Regions from separate parts of the Sus scrofa genome. Here region 1 is linked to region 2. A link is a contact called in public Hi-C data. All regions are on one chromosome and are shown on one strand. The core of a region is the stretch at or near the end of the contact, and the rest is flanking DNA. Distances in the headings are between cores, read along the strand shown. Region 1 has its middle 21 kb from the start of CSF1. Region 2 has its middle 6.7 kb from the start of AHCYL1.

Region 1 (7,644 bases), core at 1,013-3,512, 38 kb before region 2:
CAGACTCTGGACTGACTAAAAGAGGCTGGAGGATGCCCCCACATTGCTGAGGCTCCCATCTGCTTGGGGAAGGCCGGCAAGCCCGGCTGGGGACCCTCCAGGGCTGCATCCACCTCCCGCTCCCCTCCAAGCTGGCACCTGAGCCCGGGACCCAGAGGCCCGTGGGATGCGGGAGAGCAGGGTGGGCGCTGAGGAATGGAAGAGGCCTTGTGCCCAGAGGAACTGCCTGGTGCCAAGGGATCCTAACAGCGACAAGCAGGGACGTGTCTCCAGAGAGAGAAGCGTGAGACTCACAGGGCGGGACAGCGTCGCTGGATTTCCTGTAAGGTGTGTAGCCCAGAAGATGGGAAGAGAAGGCCTCTGGGCCTGCTGCTCTGCACTGACAGCCTCAAGGGGCCTGCGCCCCCCACTTGCCTGAGTGCCCTCTGCTGGTGGCCAGGCGGAGAGGGGAGGCCAATCATACCCTCAGGACCTGCCTGGCCCAGCCCATGATGCCAAGGAGAAGACCAGCTCTGGCCTCTGCCCCGCCGTGCCCCAGCCCCGCCAGAGCTTCTCCGGGAGGCCGCACAGAGGCTGTCCTCAAGGAGGAAGCCATTGCACTGTGAATACTGAACCTGCCTGCTGAGCAGCCTGCCCCATCCGTCCCAGAGAGCAGACACCCCCACCCCCCCGTCCTCCCACCTCTCCAGCCTCTCCCCAGCTTCCTGCACTGAGTGCCCGAGCCGGCCTCACCTGTCGACTGAGGGAGCCCCTGAGCCCTGACCTTCTGCTGACCCCGCTCTGTCTCCCTGGGGTGGATCGGGGTGGGAGCACCGCCCGGGCCGCCAGCCGGAGCCGGTCTTTAGGCTGCGTTGTCCGCCCAGGTTTCTGCATCTTGCACTTTGACATTCCCGAGAGGGAAGTGACTAGTGGGAGGGGGAGAAAAGGAGAGCAGGGACACACACAGAGAGGCTACAGGCTGCACTCTGACTGCAAGTGGGCCTTTGAAAGGATGGGCCCGCTCCCGAGATGGGGGCAGAGGTCTGCACCCCTGACCCCCCCAGCCCAGTCTCTTGCTGCAACCCCAACCACGGCTCCAAGACTGCTGCCGATAGGCACCTGGGCTGAGCGGGTCGTCCCTTGTTAGGGGGCCGGTAGGCAGCGACACCCTCCAGCTCCCGCCCCACCCCTCACCAGCACCGTCTCTCTGCCCAGGCAAGCCAGGGTGGGAGAGGGACTCGGAGGGCCCTGGCACCCGCCTCCAAGTCTGCCTTGAGGGCCTCAGCTTCCTGGGAGCCCACGGCTGCAGCTCTGAGATCCAGACAGCAGGTGACAGGGCTGTCGATTGGCCTTGGTCCCTTTGTGCTTCTGGATCCCTCCTCTCCTGCTGCCCTGGGCCCTCCACTGAGAGACCCTGCCCTACTTGGCCGTTGCACCAGGGCCCTTCCTGCCCTTGAAAGTGAAGGCCCACTGGTCCCTGCCTCCCCTGCCCTGTTGCTGTCAGCAAAGGCAAGGGCATTGGAGAACTTTCCCTGTCGGGGTCCTTTTGCTAGTCACAGACTCTATATTTGATACTAAAAAAATATCTATTTAAAAACGTGGAAGGAAAAAACAACACAGAAAAAAGGCATTCCTCCCTCACTCCCCTCCTTAAACATATAGTATTTTGAAAGTCAAGAAAGCAAATCCAACCCATCGCAGAAGCTCTTTGAGGGCTCTTGGGGCACAGGAGTGGGAGGGCTCCTAGCCCCCCTCTGGGTGTCTCCCCAGCTACCTGCACAGGAACCTTCTTTTCTCTGAGAAAGCCGAGAGGGAACATTGGCTCACACACTGTGAGATTTTTGTTTTTATACTTGGAAGTGGTGAATTATTTTATATGAAGTCATTTAAATATCTATTTAAAAAAATAGGAAGCTGCTTATATATTTAATAATAAAAGAAGTGCACAAGCTGCTATGTGTGAGTCATGGGAAAAGTTGTTTTGGGGATGCAAGTGGCCAAAATGGGGAGTGGCCGGTAGCTGCTGGCTAAGCCCCAGCTCCGAAAGCTTTTTTCAAGATAATGGGGCAAAGGAGGGTTCTCTCCAAGTTCCAGTCTTGTTACGAAAACCTCCTGCATTATCAGTGTCCTGAACACATGCATCCATCTATCTGCTTCATAGGAAAACGGACAGAAAGCAGCCAATCCTCAGGCCTGGCCTGGGCCCCGCTGCAGTGCAGTCTGGCCAGCCCAGGAAAACGGCTGGTTGGGCTCCGTCCAAGGGTCCAGGGGGCCTGTGAGGATGCAGCTCCTTGAGCACTGACCCCTGCCGTCCAGGTCCTAGCGGGCTCGGAGGTGACAGAGCACTGTCTCTGGGCTGGGAACCGGGGTGGGAAGAGAGCCAGCAGGCTCTGTGAGGCGGGTCTCAAGCCCTGATCTTCCTTCTCGGAGTGGAGAGAAGACTGAGAATGCAGACTTCCCGGGTCAGAAGGGTGTTGGAAAGGGCCAGCATGACTGCAGGGCCAGCACAGCCCCAACACACACCCTGGGCCAGACTGTGACAAGAGGGGCCTCCCTATCGCTAAGAGTGCGCTGGACAAAGTTTTGAACCAGTGGTTCTCAAAACTGGCTACCAGAAAATCACTTGGATTGTTTCCAAAAATACTGGTATCCAAGGCCCACCCAAGATCAACAAATGAGTCTCAGGGGTGAGGTTCACACATGAGACATCAGAAGATTTCTAAGACATATCAAGTGATTCAAATGGGATCCAGGGTGAAATGCACATGGAGCTGCACTGTCTGATATGGTGGTTACGTAGGTTTAAATTCATTAAATTGAAATAAAAGTAAACATTCCATTCCTTTGCCAGTAGTCCTAGGCACACTTCAAAGCCCAATAGTCACATGTGGCTGCCACGCTGCTAACACAGAAGCAGAACATCTATAGCATCTCTGACATCATATGAGACAGCGCTGCTTGGACTTAGGGGACCAAGGTTATAGAGTCAGAAAGGGCACCAAGCAAACTCGCCAGGAACGAAGGACCCAAATATCTCAGTCACCCGTCTCTGTGCCCTGAACCCCCCACGACCTCCCTGTCCCTCATCATTTCTCTTAAGCCAGCTCTTCCCTTTCTATTACAAGCTCCTCGGAAAATATTTTCTAAGAAACTTTGTAGTTTTTCATTTGAGTCCCAGCTGAAAAGTCCCCTCCCCTGAGAAGTCTTCCGAGCTTTACCTAGGCCCCAGAGCCCCATTGTGGCTCAGTTCCTTCCACGCCTGTGCTCCCACAGACTGAGAGCTTGTTTATTTGTCTGTCCCACCAGGCCATGGACTATGGCAGGAACTGTGCTGCATCAGAGTATCTGGCACACAGTAGGCACTCAATAAATGTGCATCAAAAGGTTAGTACTGAATGCATGAACAAAGGCAAGAGTAAGGAAAATTCTGACCAGATTTAATGGTAGCCTTTTCTAGGGACTCTCCTGGCATTAATTAGCCAATGGACTGTATATCTAATAACTACGATTCACTAGCCAGGCAGAGGCGGTATTTTCAGCAGGTTTCCCAAGCTTCTGATGAGATGAGGCTAGGTTAGCACCCTAAGAGATCACTGGGCTGTGGGTGGAATGTACATTTGAAGGCCGTTAAGCAAGGATTGGCAAAACAAACACCCCTGGTGCTCACCTGCCTTTCCAGAGGCCCCCAAGGTATCCAGAGAGAAGGGCTGGAGAAGCTCAGCTTCGCGTGCTGCAAGTGCTGTTTCAGCAGTGCCGCATCGGTGGAACAATATCCACATTGGATTTACAGCCAGAGAACTTAGGCCACTGACTTGGATCTCTTACTGCCTAACTGTGTGAACTTGGACAAGTATTTCATCCCTCTGACCCCCCCCCCTCCATCTTTAGAACTGGTTTAACAAAACGAGCCAGGCATACATGGTCTGAGGTTCAAATATGGGGACACTCTGTGTCCAAAAGCACCTTGTGGATTCTAAAGGCTGCTCCCAAAGAAAGTGTGTCCTGGTGCTGCCCCTGCCAGCTGGTCCCATGGTTTCCCAGGCCAAACACGGCTCCCCTCTGGGCAGGCACTGGGGACCCAGGATGCAGCCAGGGCCTGGCTGTGCTGGCAGAAGGTGGTAGAGCTGGGTGCTTCCTGCCAGGATGAGGCTTCAGATACCTTGTAGCTCAAGGATTTGGGGCTGGAGGGAGGGGGGAGGTAGGAGACCGAGGGGAAAGTGGCCCTGGGATGCAGCGGTGCCGGTTAGCAGGCAGGGTCAGGAACTCTGGCTTCAAGTATGAAAGCAGAAGGGCCCAGCCAAACCCCAAACCATTATCCGGCCAGAGTCAGGGAAGTGAATCAGAGGCAACCAGGAAGAAGCCTGAGGTTAACCTCACGCAGACTGCCAGCCATGGCAAGGAAGGGGTTGGGAGTGCGGGGTGGGGGGAACACCGGGGTCTGGGCAGAGCCTGGGTGATGTCCGATGACCCCCTGAATAAGTCATTAGGGGGTGGGCAGTGACTGGACAGCCTGAGACCCAGGTCAGCTGCCAGGCAGCCCTAGGGAGACAGCCCTCACTTCCCGGCAAGACCCTCCAGCCCCAGGGGAGGCACCCTCTACCATGGCAGCACACTGTTGTCCCCAGTTTCTCAGGCCAGTTTCTGGGGGTGACCAGGCTCTGCTGCCCTGGATGCTGGGACTGCCAAGGGGGCAAGGTGGACCATACCAGCCTGGAAAGCCCCTCGGTGAAGTGAGGAAGCACAGATGGGTGAAGTGAGGAAGCACAGATGGGTGAAGTGAGGAAGCACAGATAGGCTTGCTCCCAAAGCCCTGCAGGGGTTGTGGTGGCTGTGGCCCCATCCTTGGTCTGGGACCACAGGAAAGCCCAGAGGTTGACCCCCATGGCCCGGGGGAGAGTCCACATGGGCACAGATCTGAGACTAGGTGGCTTTGGGGCAGAAGAGGTTATGAACTGGGAAGTGGAGGAGGCTGGGTCCGGGGAGCTGCTGGGTGAATTTCTGGAGGACAGCTGGGTGAGAACGCCATGTTCCACTCCAGCCACTCGGGCTCACCAGCCCCCTCACTGCCCTGAGGTCCTGGACCCCCACCCCAGCCTCTGTACATGTGCACCTAGTGAAGTCTGGGAAGGCTGGAGCCTCATTCTCTTCCATTCACTCATTTCCACACCATTGCTAGACACTGAGCACAGAAGTGTGAGCAGAAGAGCCAGTGGGGGAAACAGGTATTATTCAACCACACAAATAAGTATCTAATCATAAACTGTAAATACAGGTAGGAAGATACAGGCACGGTGAGAGCTTCTAATAGGGAGCCTGACCCAGGGTGCAGGGCCTCACAGGCCTTGCGGGTGACTAAGGCAGAGGAAGCCATGGGAGGTTTCAAGCGGTGGGGCATGGGTTATTCCTCCCCCGTATCCAGTGCTGCCAACGGAACTGAGCAGTTTTCATTGACCGACTACCTGGTGTTTATGGGGCACTCGACAAAAATGCGATATTCATTCCTACAACAGCCCCATGAGCTAGGTGCTAATATCCTCTTTTATTTTCTTAGAGAAACTTAAAACATGGCCAGTTCATAGCAGCTGGTAAGTGGCAGAGTCTGGATTTGAACCCAGGTATGGGTGTTTTCAAAGCCCATGCTCTTGGCACATCACACCCTATAGGCATTTAAGAGATGCCTGTTGCACACATGGACAGCTTATGCCAGCCTGGCAGGGGCTGAAAGTCCCGGGGCCTGAGCATCCTCCGCCTTCTTCCCCTCAGAAGGGCTGTTTAATCTGGCATTGGGTAGCGGGTGTGCCTATGACAGACTTGTATTCTCTTGGCCCTGTTCCTAACCCTAAGTCCACCAGGAGAGGAGGAAGGCCCCTCCTGGGCAACATGCCCACCGCCTGAGCCTCTGGGAAAGGCCCTTCTCGACTGCCAGCCCTCCTACTGGCCTCCTTTAGCTTGGACCCTTTGAAGCCCATATGATTTCTCCCTGCCCACCTTTTGGGCATCTCCCAGGCCCCTGGTTAATTACTGACCCAGATGACATCTAGGCACGGATCATTCCAGCTGGTAATAGGCTTTGGCATCATTTTTATTTTGCCTGATGTGACCTTCTTGGATTGGCCAGGATTGCGTGAGCAAGGCTAGATCAGGATCACCAAATGTGACATCTCACATGCAATATTCTGGGAAGATAGGCCAAAGGCTAAGGAGTGGACGGCACAGAACTCTCCCACTGCCCATGAGGTCTGGGAGAGCCTCAAAGAGGCATCATGATCAGGAAGCTCAATCTGTAATGGTTCTCCTGAAAGGAGCTCCATGTCCATAGGCAAGAAGCCACTCTGACAGTCTACTTTTCCAAAGAAGAGCTTCAGGCTTGTAGGCAGTTTGGCACAGAGCCTATATTATATTCAGAGTATTTTTCTATAGCAGCAGCAACAACAGCACCCTGGGGAAGGAGTAGAAATCAGATTTCCAGAGTTGCTGCATTATGTCATTTTAAATGTCTAGTTTTAACAACAAAAAGATTACAAGGTATTTAAAAATACAACAGCATGTCTCATACACAGGGGAAAGAAGCAATCAATAGAAACTATTTCTGAGGAAGCCCAGACTTTGACTTATTAGGCAAAGTCTTTAAACCAGGTGTTTTAAATGTGTTTAGAGACTAAAGGAAACCATGTCTAAATAACTAAAGGAAAATATGAGAGCAATGTCTCACCAAACAGAGGAGTATCAACAAAGATGTAGAATTTTTTTTTTTTTGGTCTTTTTGCCATTTCTAGGGCCACACCCGTGGCATATGGAGGTTCCCAGGTTAGGGGTCTAATCAGAGCTATAGCCACAGGCCTACGCCAGAGCCACAGCAACGCGGGATCCAAGCCACGTCTGCAACCTACACCACAGCTCATGGCAATGCCGGATCCTTAACCCACTGAGCGAGGCCAGGGATCGAATCCACAACCTCATGGTTCCTAGTTGGATTCGTTAATCACCGCACCACGATGAGAAAGATGTAGAAATTATAAAACAGGAATCAAATAGAAATTCTGGGAGTTCCTGTTGTGGCTCAGCAGGTTAAGAACCTGACTAGAATCCATGAGGATGTGGATTCAGTCCCTGGCCTTGCTCAGGGGGTTAAGGATCCAGCATTGCTGCAAGCTGCAGTGTAGGTGGAAGATGCAGCTCAGATTCAGCACTGCAGTGGCTGTGGTGTAGGCCAGCAGCTGCAGCTCTGATTCGACCCCTGGCCTGGGAACTTCTACATGCTGCAGGTGCAGCCATAAAAAGGAAAAAAAAAGGAAGGAAGGAAGGAAAGAAGGAAAGAAGGGAGGGAGGAAGGAAGGAAGGAAGGAAGAAAGAAAGAAAGAAAGAAAGGAAGGAAGGAAGGAAGAAAGAAGGAAGGAAGGAAGGAAGGAAGGAAGGAAGGAAGGAAGGAAGGAAAGAAAGAAAGAAAGAAAGAGAAAGAAAGAAAGAAAGAAATTCTAGAGTTGAAAAGTACAATAACTAAAATAAGAATTTCCCCACAAGGCTTCAATAGTAGATTTGAGCATCCAGAAGAAAGAATTAGTGAATTTGAAGAAAAAATCATTAAGATTATCCAGACCGAATAACACAAAGAATGAAGAGGGACTTCCCATTGTGGCACAGTAGTAACGAATCCAATTAGTATCC
Region 2 (7,807 bases), core at 1,951-4,450:
CCCCAAGGGTGGCCAGGGCTTCCAGTCCTGGAGGTCACAAAGGACTGGGTTGGTTTTCCAGCTGGGGAAGGGGCGTAGCCTTACCTGCGGGGTGGTGACTTTGAGTACCTGAGAAAAGGGTGGGGGATCAGGAGTGTCCAAAAGTGGCACACATTGAGATCCAACTGGAACACAGCCATCCTCCCCCCTCTAGGGATGGCAAAAGCTGGTGTGAAGAGGAGGCAGGAAGAAAGACCACTAAGTGGTCAGCTGGCCGGCTGTTGGGAGAGGCCGCTGTGAGTAGGCAGCTCAGCAGCCTGCCTGGAGGAGCAGTGCACATGGGCAGAGGGACCAGCATTAAACATGTGGCACAAGGCGCCGCTGGCGCTGTGGCCATCTCCACTGAACAAGGACCAGCTGCACCAACTCCTTAAGATAAGGCCCTTTGTTTGCTTGTCTATGGATTTTTGTTCTGTTTTTTTGTTTTTTAATTTTTTTTTAGGACCACAACCACAACTTACGGAGGTTCCCAGGCTAGGGGTCGAATCTTAGCTGCAGCTGCTGGCATATGCCACACCCGCATCTGCGAGCTACACCACAGCTCACAGCAACGCCGGATCCTTAACCCATTGAGCGAGGCCAGGGATTGAACCCGAATCCTGATGGATACTAATGGGGTTCGTAACCTGCTGAGCCACAACAGGAACTCCTGTTTTGTTTTTATGTAAAACCCAATGAGCCAAGAGAGGAAGCCCTAATAATACCAAACTTCTCTCCCACTGTCAATGGGGCTTGGGACCAGATTACATAAACTTGGAAAAATAAAGAGCATGGGCCTTTTGAGAGTTTGTGTGGATGAATATCCCTGATGTGTCTGCCACCAGCTTTTATGTCCCCAGAGTGAGCCACAGTCCGTACCCCCTGCCCCCATCCCCCTGCCCACCTCTCCAGGAGACCCTCCAAAACCAGCCATTCAGCAGTACAGTGGGAGAACAGATGTGAGAGAGATGAAAATAATAATAGGAAGACCTGGAAAATCCCTATGGATTGATGAGGATAATGCAGTGCTTTCCACAGACATTACGGGATTAGGAAGTTTCAAGAAGGTGCAAAACAAGAGCAAGGCCCAGAGATTATGGCCTGGAGAGATGCCGACGCTAAAGTCCTGGAGCAGAATGTGGCGGGGACACTGCCGCCTTTCCTGCTCATCTGGGGCAGAAAGGGGCATGTGTGTGGCCTGGGCCACAAAAGCATCTGTCAGGGAAGTGCTGTGGTGTTGGGCGAATCCAGACGAATTCATTCAGTTGCATTTTAGAATGAAAAGAATTTTTTCAAGTTTTTTCAAGTAAGGGATACCTAATATCATGTGCTAAACAGAGAACCTGAACAAACGAAACTCCTGCTTATTTGATAAGTACTATGTAAAAGAGAATTTGGGGAGCGAATGCAGAGTTTTGAATTACAACTAGAAATGTTCATGAGATGCCCTATGGATGTTGAAAATGCTTCCAAACATGCTAAAGTTACTGTTAGTGGCAAATCGATGCCAATAAAATTATCAACCCTTAAAAAAATAAAATAAAGAAAATTAGCTTTGCGTTCCCATCAAGTGTCAAGGGGCTATTCATTCCTCACTTACATGCAACACCGCGAGGAACACACATGTAGCTAAATCTCTATGTTCACCCTTGATTGGTGGCTGTTCATTTCAAATGGCTTCTTGAGCCCCTAACGAGTGGCAAGCTTGCTGGGTCAGTCAGCTCATGGATTAAGCTCCTTGGACGGGACCTGAATTGAGCCAAGACAGATGAGGATGGGGGAAACTGGTTCTAGTCCTTTCTCCACCACTAATGCGCTGTATAGCTCCGAGCAAATGTCTTCACTCTTTATTTTCTGGCCTATACAGTTCTATGAACCAATAGGTCTTTGCCTCTTGGGAAGGCTAGACACACTCACTGGCAAATTAAATGACGCACACGTGGAAGCCATAAGCAACTCAATATTCTCCCACGTGCTCCAGTCAAACCAGACATCGGGCCATGTCCACGAACATACTCTAAGGTGCACACCTCCATAGTTTCATTCTCACTGCTCCTTCCCTCGAGAATGAGTGCTCTTCGTTTCTGCCTACTGAAATCCTACTCGTCCTTTGAGATTTAATGACAACAACTACCTCTCCTCTGCAAGGCTGCTCCCACTCCTTCCACAGGAAGCCACCTTGCTTTCTTCCTCCACAGACATCCTGTGCCTTCAACTACAGCCACGGGGTGTGTTTTACAAGCTTCTTGGAGGCAGAGGCTGGACCTCATTCATCTCCACATCCCCTACAGGACCCAGCCCAGGAGGCTGCAAGTTATGGTGTAGCCAAATGTTTAAGGGACTAAAATTGGGATTTGGGCCTAGGCTTGGATGGAGTTTCAGGCTATTTCAGGCCCTGGAATGGGTGGGGCAATGAAGGGAATGCTGGGGCCAGGAGATAAAAGTCCTGAGCAGGAATGCGGCCTGGGCCTTCATGGAAGGGCCTTTCTTCACTCCTCCTGTCCCCACCCCCACCCCAGCCTCCTCGCTCAGCCCGGCCCCTACAGGAGCAAGGAAACACTGTGCACTTGGGACCCTCCTCCATCAGACCCGAGGGGTAGCTGAGGACCCCCCGCTCCCCCCCACGCCTTCCCTGGGCCCGTCAAGAGGGCGGGGCCCGAGCACGTCTGTAGGAAATGGTCAGAGGGCCTGTGGAGTGAGGCCAGTGTCCAAGCTCCTGGATCCTGGCTTGGACCCCACTCTTGCTCGAGGTCTAAATGTTGTGTTGACCCTTTGTCTGACTCTGTTTGGAGTGTGGAGGTGGCATGAGCTCATGATAGGCTGAGAAGTCTTTCCTCACCGCTACAGAATGGGACAAATGCTGAGGGTGGGGAGGAGGGAGCTTAACTCTTTTCCTGGGAAAGAGGCCAGGCTTGCACAGCCCAAGGTGGAAGGTGCAACCCTCAGAACGCTGCCCAGGCAGAACACCTATGTGTCGTGACACAGAAGGAGGTTTTTAAGGTCCAGACAGATGGGCACGAGGGGTGGCCTTAGGAACCCAGGTCTTCTGTAGGGAGGCCTAGGAGGATGAAATGGTTAATGGTTTGCTGAAAAACAGGGAGAGTCTCTCCTCCAGGGGCCCAGCTGGCTGCAAAGCCAGGAGCAGAGGCTCCAAGGGTGATGCAATGGGGCCCGCCCTGCACACCAGAGAGGGTGAGGAAGGCGGGTTCCCACCCAGCAGCAGCCTCCACACAACCAACAGCTGACCACTCTCTCCTCCAGTGCTAACAAACCAGCCACAGGTCAGGGCCTTTGGGGTGAAGGGGGCAAGACCCTGGCCACCTGAGGTTTGAGAAATTGCAGCTTCCGCCTGTCCCGCTCCATTCAGCCTGAGTGCCTTTCCAATCAAGGCAAATGCCTCTACTAGCCCCCACCAGGGTATCTAACTGGGCTGACCAATCTGTCTTTGCCAATTCCAGGACAGTTTCTAGTCCTAGGTGCAGGTGGCAGGCAGGGGGTGGAGAGGCTATACCTGTAAGAGGCACAGATAGGCAATGCAGCACCTGACCTCGGCAAACTGGCACCTCCACCTCACCAGCCCACTCTCCATTATACCTGGGACAGGATATCTGCCAGGGAGACTGTATTCCAGAAGCTTCTAAAAGACTTTGGGCAGGGAGGGGGGAGGGAGTGGGGTGGACGGGGAGTTTGGGGTTGGTGGATGCAAACTATTACATCTAGAATGGATGGGCAATGGGGTCCTGCTGTACAGCACAGGGAACTGTATCCATTCTCTCGGGACATAGACGGAAGATAGTATGAAAAAAAAAGAATATATATATACCTCTGCATGATTGGGTCACTTTGCTGTACAGCGAAATTGAAGGAACACTGTAAATCAACTCTACTTTAATTTTAAAAAAATTTTTAAGAGACTCAGAGCAACTCCAAGGGTTGGTAAGTCAGTCTGAATTCTGGGATGGATGGCTGTCCTTGTCCCCTCCCTGGGGTCTAGCACTGTCTCCGGGTAGGGAGCGTATGACTTTACCTCTAGGAAGGACTCTGCCAGGGTGGGGTACATGGAGAGAGTAAGGAGGGTCCCTCTCTGAGAAGGTATTGGCCTTTGTGACAAAGGCCTGCTATTGACTGTAAGTTCCATGAGGACAGGAACTGTATCTGCCTCGTTGCCTTTGGGTCTCTGGCACCTAGCAGAGCCAATGCTCAATAAATAACTAACTAGCAGAGGGATGGGCACAGGCTGAAAGCCAAAGCTGGTTTCACAATTTCTGGGGCCTGCTTTTTCGGTAAACTCTTCACAACAAACATACACACAAACACAGATGCAGAAAAGTACACAAAGTAGCACAAGAATCATCAGAACAGATTCCTTGAACATTGTTTATGCTTTCTGGACGGCTCCTCGGCCTTAATTTTACGGGCCGCAGCTTTGGAAATGGAAGAAAGATATATCAGGCTCTCTGGTCCAACTCAGAAAAAAGCATTTGAGGACATTTTGAGGGGCTGCTAGACACACAGTAGCCAGACCCCGGGCCAGGCAGGGCCAGGGAAGTGGCAGCTGCTCAGGGCTGGGGCAGGTCCAGTCCCCCTTTGCAAGGAAGTACAGTCCCAGGGTAAACAAGTACTCGGGACCAGCAATGACCATCCCTTTCTGTAGCAAGCAGGTTTCTGCTTATTCTTGTCCTTCTGGGAAGCAGGGCACGGGGCCAGTTCCAAATTTTCAACAATAACTCCTTTCGCCTCCAGATTTTTAGCCTGGATCCGCATCTTAGCAATTCACATTTGCACAATACTTGCAACTTGTTCAAAGCTCTTTTATATTTATTATTTTGTTGGACTGGATCGTCACAGCCCCAGATAGAGAGCTATCACTCTGTTTTGCATGAGGAAACAGAGGTCCAGCAAAACCCAGGATCCCAGCAGCCAAGGTGGTAGTAGAGCCTAGACGTGAGGCCACATTTCCCTCCGTCCAGATGCCCAGCTCCCCTGCCCACCATGCAGCCTCCCCATGAGTCAGCCATCGTGAGTTCCAGGCACCAGACCTCACATGCCCTTACGGCCAAAATGTGCCTTCCCAGGGCTCTGTTTCCAGCCAGGACAAGTGACCCCACGGCTTAACATTTTTGCTCCTTCTTTCCAGCAGGACCGGGTGCTGTGATCCAAGCTTGTCCGTTTTGCTTGAAAGCCATTCCCACTCTAATTCCTACCAGGACACACACTGTTTACACTGCACTGAGTTGGAAACAGCTCAAAGAACAATAGGGAAATGGTTAAGCAAACTCCTATGGCAACACAAGAGAACCCTTGGGAAGTGCTGACAATGACAAGTATGTAAACCATCTCTGTATGTGGTAATGTGTTTTTGAAATAAGCAATTGGACCAAAGCATGTCACAAAAAGACATGTACATACCGATGACAGGTATGCAAAAGTGAGCTTCTGCACACGGAGAAGAACTGCAAGGGAACTTAAAGAGACGAAAGAGAGCTTCACGAGTTTTTCCTGCCTCTAAAGATTATGTTCAAGGTAATAATAAATAGTAACAAAATAAACATGATCATAATAAGCAGAGAAAGAGGAGTCTTTCTGGGCTCTTGGCCGTTGGGAGACTCTTCCAGACCGGGCTGGGACTACAGAGAGGGGAGGGAAAGAGGCTGGGAGTGGGGAGTCGGGAGGTGTGGGAAGCAGGAGCCGTGAGCCTGGGGTGACAATGCCCAGAGCCACAGAGGTGCTGCTGGGAGTCCCTCGGGGCCAGCAGAGCAGGTTAGCCATCTGGTGTCCTGTTTCGGGGCAGCCTTTTTCGCATCAATTACTTTGTCAATGGTGCCTCCCAAGGTTGTGCAACATGGTAGCTCTGGGACGGAAAGAAGATGCGAAAGCGGAGCCTGGACCATGGAGGTGAAGGGGCTCTGGAGAGAGCACAGCCTTGCTCTGAAAGGGTGAAAGGCTCCTTCCTAGGCTCCCCTGAACCTCTGGGACAGTGCGCTACAGCGACACATCAAACACAACCTGTGTCAAGTTCACTCCTTATCTCGGCAGACCCTCCACCCAACCTACTTCTCCTCCTCGTGCTCACCATCCCCAGGGGCATCACCACCCCTCACCCAGGGCTCACCAGGCTCCATGGGATCTGGCTCCGGCTGCGGCTCTCACTCCACCCAGCTTTGCACCCATGCCCCACCCACACTGAAATCTGTTCCCGTAATGTGCCAGGCTGTTGCACTGCCCTGCCTTTTCTCAGGCTATTCCTTCTGCCCGGGATCCCGTCCCTGCTTCGGCCAGTTGCTTATCTGTGGAGAGTCAGCTACAGCAGCATCTTCTCTGGGGAAGCCTTTCCTGCGCACCCCTAGCTCCGCCCCAGCTTCACTCCCAGGCCAGGATCTTCACTTGACCCTGTAGTGCCAACACCTAGTGCTGTTCCAAGCACATCATCATCATTTGCTGTATACTTCAGGAATTTTTTAAAAAATGAATGCACATGGAGGGTAAGTTTGGGGTGGACAAAAGGGTGAATTTGACCAGCCCCAGCCCACATATGGTACCTTGGTGCTACTACATTCCTGCTGACAGCATCTCCTCTCCCTTCTCAGCTACTCCTCTCTAGAATGAGGTCCCCTCTGGTCTCGAAGCCCTTTGGAGACCTCCCCCCAGCACACACAAGAGGTTCACCTGTCCTTGGGTCCCCACTCGTCTCTAACCTGGGCTCTGGGTTGCGTCTCCCATCTGCGTACGTATGGCGCCCTGCAGGGGAGCGAGTCCTGACTCACCACCTGACTTAGCGAAGAGGCTCAGCTCAGATAGGTGGGGGTGGGGTGGGGGCAGGAGCCAGACCTGGGCCAGCCAGACCTGGCGTGGGTGGGAAGGTCATTTCTTTCATCCGTGAGAGGTCACGCCTGTAGCTGGGCCGTGTGGGGCCATCTAGGAGTGGGGGCGGGGGGACTGTGCAGTGGTTCTCACCCACGGTATGTTGTCCCCCTCTCTGAGTGGCTGAGCGCTTTGATCTCCAGCCACACAAGGCGGGTACGATGGCAGTCACCCATGTCCTCGGCAGGGCAGCAGGCTGGATTCCAGGAATGCCCTGGGCTCCGGCCTGACCTTAACCGTCTAGGCCTGCTGCCACCAGGACACCTTCCACCAGGACGGGGAGTGCCTCCCTCCCCAGGTCAGGCTCCCCAGCCTCCAATCTGGCCAAGTAAGTACCTTACTTACTCAGGTAAGTGAAGTCATACCTGCTGATCTCCTTTCGGCTCAGTCCTCAGGGGTTCTGCTTCCTCTAGGCCTGGCCCTGTGGTCACTGTCCTCGGTGGCGTGGCGGCAGCAGCAGGCAATTCCGTGAGCCTAGTGTTAGGGAAAACCTGTCACTCTGGTTTGGGGGGAATAAAAGAGAGGCTGAACTCCAGTCCCTAGCAGTCTCACGGCAGAGCCAGGGGGCTGAGAAAAAGTTCTCAGACAACGGGAGTTTTAAAATTCAAAGCCAAAGCCAAAGCCAGAAATACCTGTGCTTCCCCCCCACACACCCCACCCCACCTTTTTTTTATTTGGACCACACCTGCGGCATATGGAAGTTCCCAGGCTAGGTAAGGGTTGAACGGGAGCTGCAGCTGCTGGCCACAGCCACAGCCACAGCCATACCAGATCTGAGCCATGTCAGGGATCAAACCCACATCCTCACAGACACTAGTCGGATTCTTAACCCGCTGTGCCACAGCGGGAACTCCTTCTCTCTCTTTTTTTCAAATACGCTAACCTAAGTCACATGTTTTCCTATTCAGGGGATGTGGAATTTTCACCT

The links. Hi-C and Micro-C count contacts between places; a contact is called where the count stands out from the background.
Region 1: a Hi-C map of retroperitoneal adipose tissue shows a contact between it and region 2, with 2.1 times the contacts expected there. A contact is called at or near these places in 1 of 5 promoter capture datasets (fetal liver), 14 of 47 Hi-C or Micro-C datasets (embryonic fibroblasts, epiblast stem cells, fetal heart ventricle and 8 more) and 1 of 2 datasets of targeted methods (skeletal muscle).

The regions. Positions count from the first base shown.
Region 1 is chr4:110,172,764-110,180,407 of Sscrofa11.1, reverse strand. It overlaps a transcript of CSF1 not described here. Among named protein-coding and RNA genes, the nearest start is that of CSF1, 21 kb to the left of the region's middle.
Region 2 is chr4:110,135,609-110,143,415 of Sscrofa11.1, reverse strand. No RefSeq gene overlaps it. Among named protein-coding and RNA genes, the nearest start is that of AHCYL1, 6.7 kb to the right of the region's middle.